Linked DNA regions of Gossypium hirsutum: region 1 is linked to region 2. A link is a contact called in public Hi-C data. All regions are on one chromosome and are shown on one strand. The core of a region is the stretch at or near the end of the contact, and the rest is flanking DNA. Distances in the headings are between cores, read along the strand shown. Region 1 holds the start of LOC107960068 (protein VAPYRIN). Region 2 holds the start of LOC107957317 (probable inactive receptor-like protein kinase At3g56050).

Region 1 (2,803 bases), core at 10-2,509, 190 kb after region 2:
GATTATTAGTATATTTTATAAAAATGTTTTGTTAATGCTAAAAATATAACAATTTCGATATAGAATCATAAATGCAAAATTAATTATTTTCAAAGGTGTTAATTACAAATGATTAGCGTTATAAAAGAATATTTCCTTCCATGAAACTATATTTTTTATATTCCCAAGTTTTTGATCGAGAAATGGAATTCCCTGCCAAATTTGAAAAACCAAAACTACTTACATGCCCCTTATCACGAGCATTATCAAGAGCTGAATGGCCACGATCGTCGCAAATTGTGGGGTCCGCATCCAATTGTATCAACATTTCAATCATCCTACGGTTCCCATTAGCTACAGCTCTGTGAAGTGCAGTCCTCCCATCATTGCTCTTTGCATTCTTCTCCGCACCCGATTCTAACAACATCTTAGCACACTCGATATTTCCCTTAGTCGCCGCCAAAAGCAATGGCGTTCTGCCTTCTTTGTCTCTCCCATCCAACGTCTCCCGTCTCCCCTTCCTTAACAACGTCTCAAGGTCAGCCGTCCGATCGAGTGCTACTGCCACGTGTAACTCATTCCATCCTTTAGATTCCCACCGTGGGTCCACCTGATAAAATCCCACATTGCTGTTATTTGCATCTTCTTCTTGATCCTCACGCGAGCCTGTCCTTAAACCCGCTTCAAGCAGCAAATTCACCATGTTCTCCGAATTGTTATCCAACTGAGTCGCGACTCGGAGGAGTGACTCAGCTTCTTTCGTAGATAAATCATACAAAACCAATTTCTGCCGCTTGATAATGTTCTTCACTGCCTCAAAGTCCCCGCGGCTAACAGCTTGTTGGAGAAGAAACGGCCCAACAAAGGCGACCTTGAGCTTGATGTCCTGAGTGGGTCGAGTTGATAGCCAAGAAATTACCGAGCCGGACTGATTTGAGCCATAAGAGTCGAGGTCGAAAGGGGCAGTTCTGATGAGGAAACGATCGGAATGAGAGCGAGGAAAAGTGGGGGGGATGTGGTCTTGGGGTTTAAGGATGATTTGGAGGGCAATATGGGAAGAAGGAGGAACGAGTCCACTGGGGGGATTAACAAGGAATTTATGAGGTGAAGAAGTCTGGACTTTGAAAGCAACTGGGGAAGAAGGGCAAAGGGATCTTAAAACAAGGTTAGAACGGCATTTGGTGTTGAGAATGAAGTTTATGCGTACTTCTGCCTCTGAAATTTCAACGAAATTTTCCATTGCAGATGAAGTTTATATATGTTATTGCGAATAACTAACCAAGGTGTAATTTAGCGGTGAAGGAACAGAGATATAGCAGTTGAAATTAAGGGAAGTGTCGACTGAGAATTGTTTAGCTTGCATGTGATCTTTGTTTGGGGACGATATTTGTTGTCGTCTGACGCTTAGTTCCCACCTAAGCTTGCATGTGATCTTCGACAAAATGAGTCGTCCTTATCAAATATATTTTTAATATCTTTTAGAAAAGAGAAGTTTATATCAGACAAAGAAATAGAAATTGCTTTTAAATAATAAAATTGTGCCAATCAATGCTAAACCATTGTATCAGTATTTTTTTAAAAAAAAAAAAAGATAAGATGAGCTTGAGGAATTTTATATCAAGTAAAAACAAATAAATTGTGAGGGAGACAGCACAACCATATTCATATTTAAAAAAAAATAATAATAATATGTAGATATTTTTTTATTCCTTCAAAGATATAGAACAAAATGTCCAAATCCCTCTATTGGATGACCTTTTCTATACGATTTACACCAAATATTAGAAAAAAAAATGAGAGGTAAATGTCAAAAGTCTAATCCTTCTTCCTTGCAAATCGAAGAATAAAGTGGGAGTTGAAGTACCTTGGTCCGTGTTCCTTGCATTTAGTATTTGGGACGCCAAAACCCCTTCTTCCCAACAAGAAATTGGCCTTCATAAAGGCGTGTCGACCACTGTAGTGATCGCAGTACTGGATTCAGCTTCTGAATGGTTTCCATGGTGTCTTGAAGTAACAGATATCCACCAGGTCTCAGTATGCGATCCATTTCCACAGCTACATCTATAATGTTACATCTGACAGACAGGTTCAAAATCTCGCATCACCATTCTACATTATTCACTCTTTTTCAAGTACAAATCAGAGCAATAGATCATTACTTATATACCTCTCTTGACGGTTTTTGAAGAGAAAACTGGAATGCAGCAGATCATATGTTCGAGGGTACGTACTCAATGACTCGCACCAGTCATGATAGATTCCGATCAAGCCCCTTTCGAAAATAATGGACAAGGTATCTTGTGCATCAATTGGTACAACATTCATCACCCAGAGAGGAAGCTCATTAAGTGCCGCCGCAAACCTGTAAAACCACAATGCCTATGGTGTTGTAAGATTTCTTTATGACAGAAACCTGTAAAAACATAGTTCTATTTCTTACCCTCCATAACCAGCATTCATATCCATCACATTTCTTAAACTAGCCCAGTTTATAGCTAGAGCATCAAAATAGACATCAGATACAAGTGCAGCCCAATGTTTGGTGTCCTCATTGAATATAGCTTGGGCATCTGCTTCAGCTGGAAGGCTTTGAGGCTTATTCCTAAGCCTGTGGGGCCATGGTGAGGGCCAGCCAAGCAAATTACCGTTGCTATCAACTGGAAGTCTGGAAGTACAATGCCTAAGAGGCTTGTACCTGTCATTGTGAATTAGAAATCTCAAGAAGCAATTTCAACATAATTAGAAGGTAGCATCTTTTATGCCAACATTATTTTAGGACAGAACACTCTGTCTACACATAACAAGTGGCACACAGAGCTGTGAA
Region 2 (2,919 bases), core at 49-2,548:
AAAAAGACTAGAAAGAAACACAGCATTGCCCCGGGTATGAGAATTGAATTGTTGACTTACTGGATTGTTAGGGAGAGATCGTTGCTGAGTCCAGATGGAAGCGATTCATTGAAATTATTGTATCCCAAGTCTAATACCTCTAATTCCTTCAGTTTGCTGATCCCTTCGGGGATAGTTCCGGTAAAAGAGTTGTTCCGCAAGATACTGTGGGGGAAAACAATTGCTTCAGAACAGTGCATACAAGAAAAGTAGATCGCCAAATCGCACTTTGCTTTTGATATCAACAATCCGATAAAGATCATACTTACATAGACTTAATATGAATTAGAGTTCCAAGCTCAGGTGCCAGTGTTCCTTCAAGACAAAGATCTTTCAAATTCCTGCATTTTTATTCAGTCCATCAAATCCTTAAACAAATTAAAGGAAATAATTCATCACAATTTGCCTAAACTTTGAATCAGTATTCAGCACAAATACCAGTGCCTTTATCTGACCAAAAAATCTACTTAAAATCCCAATTTCACAAATAAATATATATATATTGAAATTTGGTAAATTAGATATCAAAGCTAGTATTTGATATTATGTTACTACTTACAATCATATCTCAAAATTGTAAATGATACTCTCCCGACCAAAAAGTAAATAAGAAATTATTAAAGGCAGAAGATTTCATTTATGTTTCCTTTCTTTTCTCGGAAACCAAACATCATCCACCCAAAAACAAACATTGGTGCCAAAAAAAACTTACAAAGCAATAACTTTGCCATCACAGCACTCGACACCAAACCAAGAACAATGGTTAATCTCTCCATTTTCTTCCTTCCAAGCCCACAAAGCACCAAATGGATCATTCACCACTCTCTCTCTTAGTCTCAACAAAGCAAATCCTGCATATCCATTACCAAAAACCATTGTTTTCCCTCCATTTTCCCAACAAACAAACCAAACCCAAAAATTGAAACAAAAAAGTGAAAAGTTTACCTTCTTCATTCAACGACCAACAAGCCAAACTTTGACATAATAAAAGCAGCAAAACACCAACTCGAAACTCTTGTCTTAGTCTTACAAACTTCCAGTTCTTCTTCATCATCATCGTCTTCTTGTTTGAGAGGTCTTCACTCGAAAAAAAAAACCAGAAAATTTTCACTATGATAGGAAGAAAAAACAAAAAAAAAAAAAGAAACGCGGCTGAGTCAGTGGGTGAATCTAACACGATATTAGAGTTAAGACAATTTTCCTTGTTTTTCTATTTGTTTCTGGTTTTGAAAACGCGTACACTCAAAAGACTCACTGAACAACGTATCAACCTTTACAAATTTCTCCCTTATTTCATTTTTAGCCGCAGTAAATAATAAAGGTAAATTAAGGTTCCGGATAATTTTCTTTTGGCATAATTTCAAAAAATACCCTCAACATTTAGGGGATTTTGGTTTTGTGCCCGTATTGACACTCTCAACGTTACAATTTTTTAAAAAATCAGTCTAATTTTAACGGTAAATATTAGTTTACAGTCAATCAAATTACAGATCAACAAAGTATCTTATGTGGCATGCCACGTAAGCATAATGTCATAATTTTTTTTTCATTTTATATCCATTCTTACTTCTTCTTTCTTTCTCTCTTTCTTCTTCATGGTTTTTGCATTAGATGGAAACCAATAAAACAAAACCAACAAATTTCCTCAAGTAGCCTCTCACAAATCCGTTCTCTAGAAATCCACCTACCAATGATCTTGCTCCATTGCGGTCTCTATTGCCAATGGAGCCTCCTGCATCAACTAGTACATGTGCAGCTCAATTCGTTTTCCTCATCACATATCTACCCATGGGAAACTAAACAAAGCCTCTGTGCAAAGTCTATTAACTCCTCCACTACTGTCAAACGTTCTAAGGTTTGAAATCTTATCTTCCTCAATGGTGGAGAAAGAGGCATTGTCGAAGCTCACTAGGGCCAACCCACCAACTGAAGACATGGATCTCAAAAACCTTAACTCCTTCGCCCAAAACCCTAATGCCAGAGACGATGCCAACGGTGACTTCGAATCGAGTGCAAGAGATAGGAAAATGACGAAGAAACCGAAGACGTTTCTAAAAAGTAGAAACTAGAGAAGTCCGTAGAGGAAGAAAGGTTGGAGAAAAAGTCAGATGGGTCACCGAATTTGGGTCGTGTTCGACTCGATTCGAAGGAGTTCGGGTCGTCATCGGAGATGCTTGATTACTTCTACTATTTTCTTCACCATTGAGGTACTCAACTGAACTTTAACAAGGTACTAATTAAATTATCTTCTTTTTTTTCTTTGGTTTCGCTATTAGCTTTCATTAGTATTTGCGATTAATTTGATGATCTATTCTATGTAGAAGAAATTTTTTATTTTTGTTTGTATCAATAGTAGTATTACAATCATAGCTTTCATGGTGAATGAATATAGTATAAGAATTTTTTTTTATTTCACTGTTAGTGTTCATTGGTTTTGATGCACTCAGAACAATTTTTTTATAGATGACATTATCTATTACATCGTGCTGATGTAGCATGCCATATAAGCTATTTTGTTGACGTGCAGTTGATTGACGATCAACTCATATTTACTGTTAAAATTGGGCTGATTTTTAAAAAAAATCGTAATATTAAGGGTGTCAATCAAAAAATAAAAAGGTTAAGGGCTAAAACCCATAAATGTTAAGGGTATTTTCAAAATTATGCCTTTTCTTTTTAACTTTTTCTATTTGTTTTCATTTACATTTTATTTTACATCTATTCATCGGTGAATATGGTTAAAATATTTTTGCAAAGTTTTTCAAATTGGATCGATAGTTTAAGTGATCAGGTCATTTGTTCATTGGTTTCATCGGTCCTTTCGGTTCAATTAAATAATTTATTAAAAATTTTAAGAAAAAAAATTGGTTTAACTGCTTG

What was found. Hi-C and Micro-C count contacts between places; a contact is called where the count stands out from the background.
Region 1: a Hi-C map of leaf shows a contact between it and region 2, with 2.3 times the contacts expected there. The contact joins the promoter of LOC107960068 here to the promoter of LOC107957317 in region 2. A contact is called at or near these places in 13 of 34 Hi-C or Micro-C datasets (anther, callus, hypocotyl and 1 more).

Annotation. Positions count from the first base shown.
Region 1 is chrA05:80,381,177-80,383,979 of Gossypium_hirsutum_v2.1, forward strand. It overlaps LOC107960068 (protein VAPYRIN), which reads right to left and starts at 1,260. Exons shown (of 2, transcript XM_016896274.2): 1 at 224-1,260. The coding sequence starts at 1,219. It overlaps LOC107960067 (probable methyltransferase PMT22), which reads right to left. Exons shown (of 8, transcript XM_016896272.2): 6 at 2,420-2,674; 7 at 2,147-2,341; 8 at 385-2,054. The coding sequence ends at 1,865. It overlaps LOC121229139 (a long non-coding RNA gene), which reads left to right and starts at 1,854. Exons shown (of 2, transcript XR_005926731.1): 1 at 1,854-2,803.
Region 2 is chrA05:80,191,768-80,194,686 of Gossypium_hirsutum_v2.1, forward strand. It overlaps LOC107957317 (probable inactive receptor-like protein kinase At3g56050), which reads right to left and starts at 1,299. Exons shown (of 8, transcript XM_016892821.2): 1 at 985-1,299; 2 at 752-890; 3 at 309-380; 4 at 61-204. The coding sequence starts at 1,096.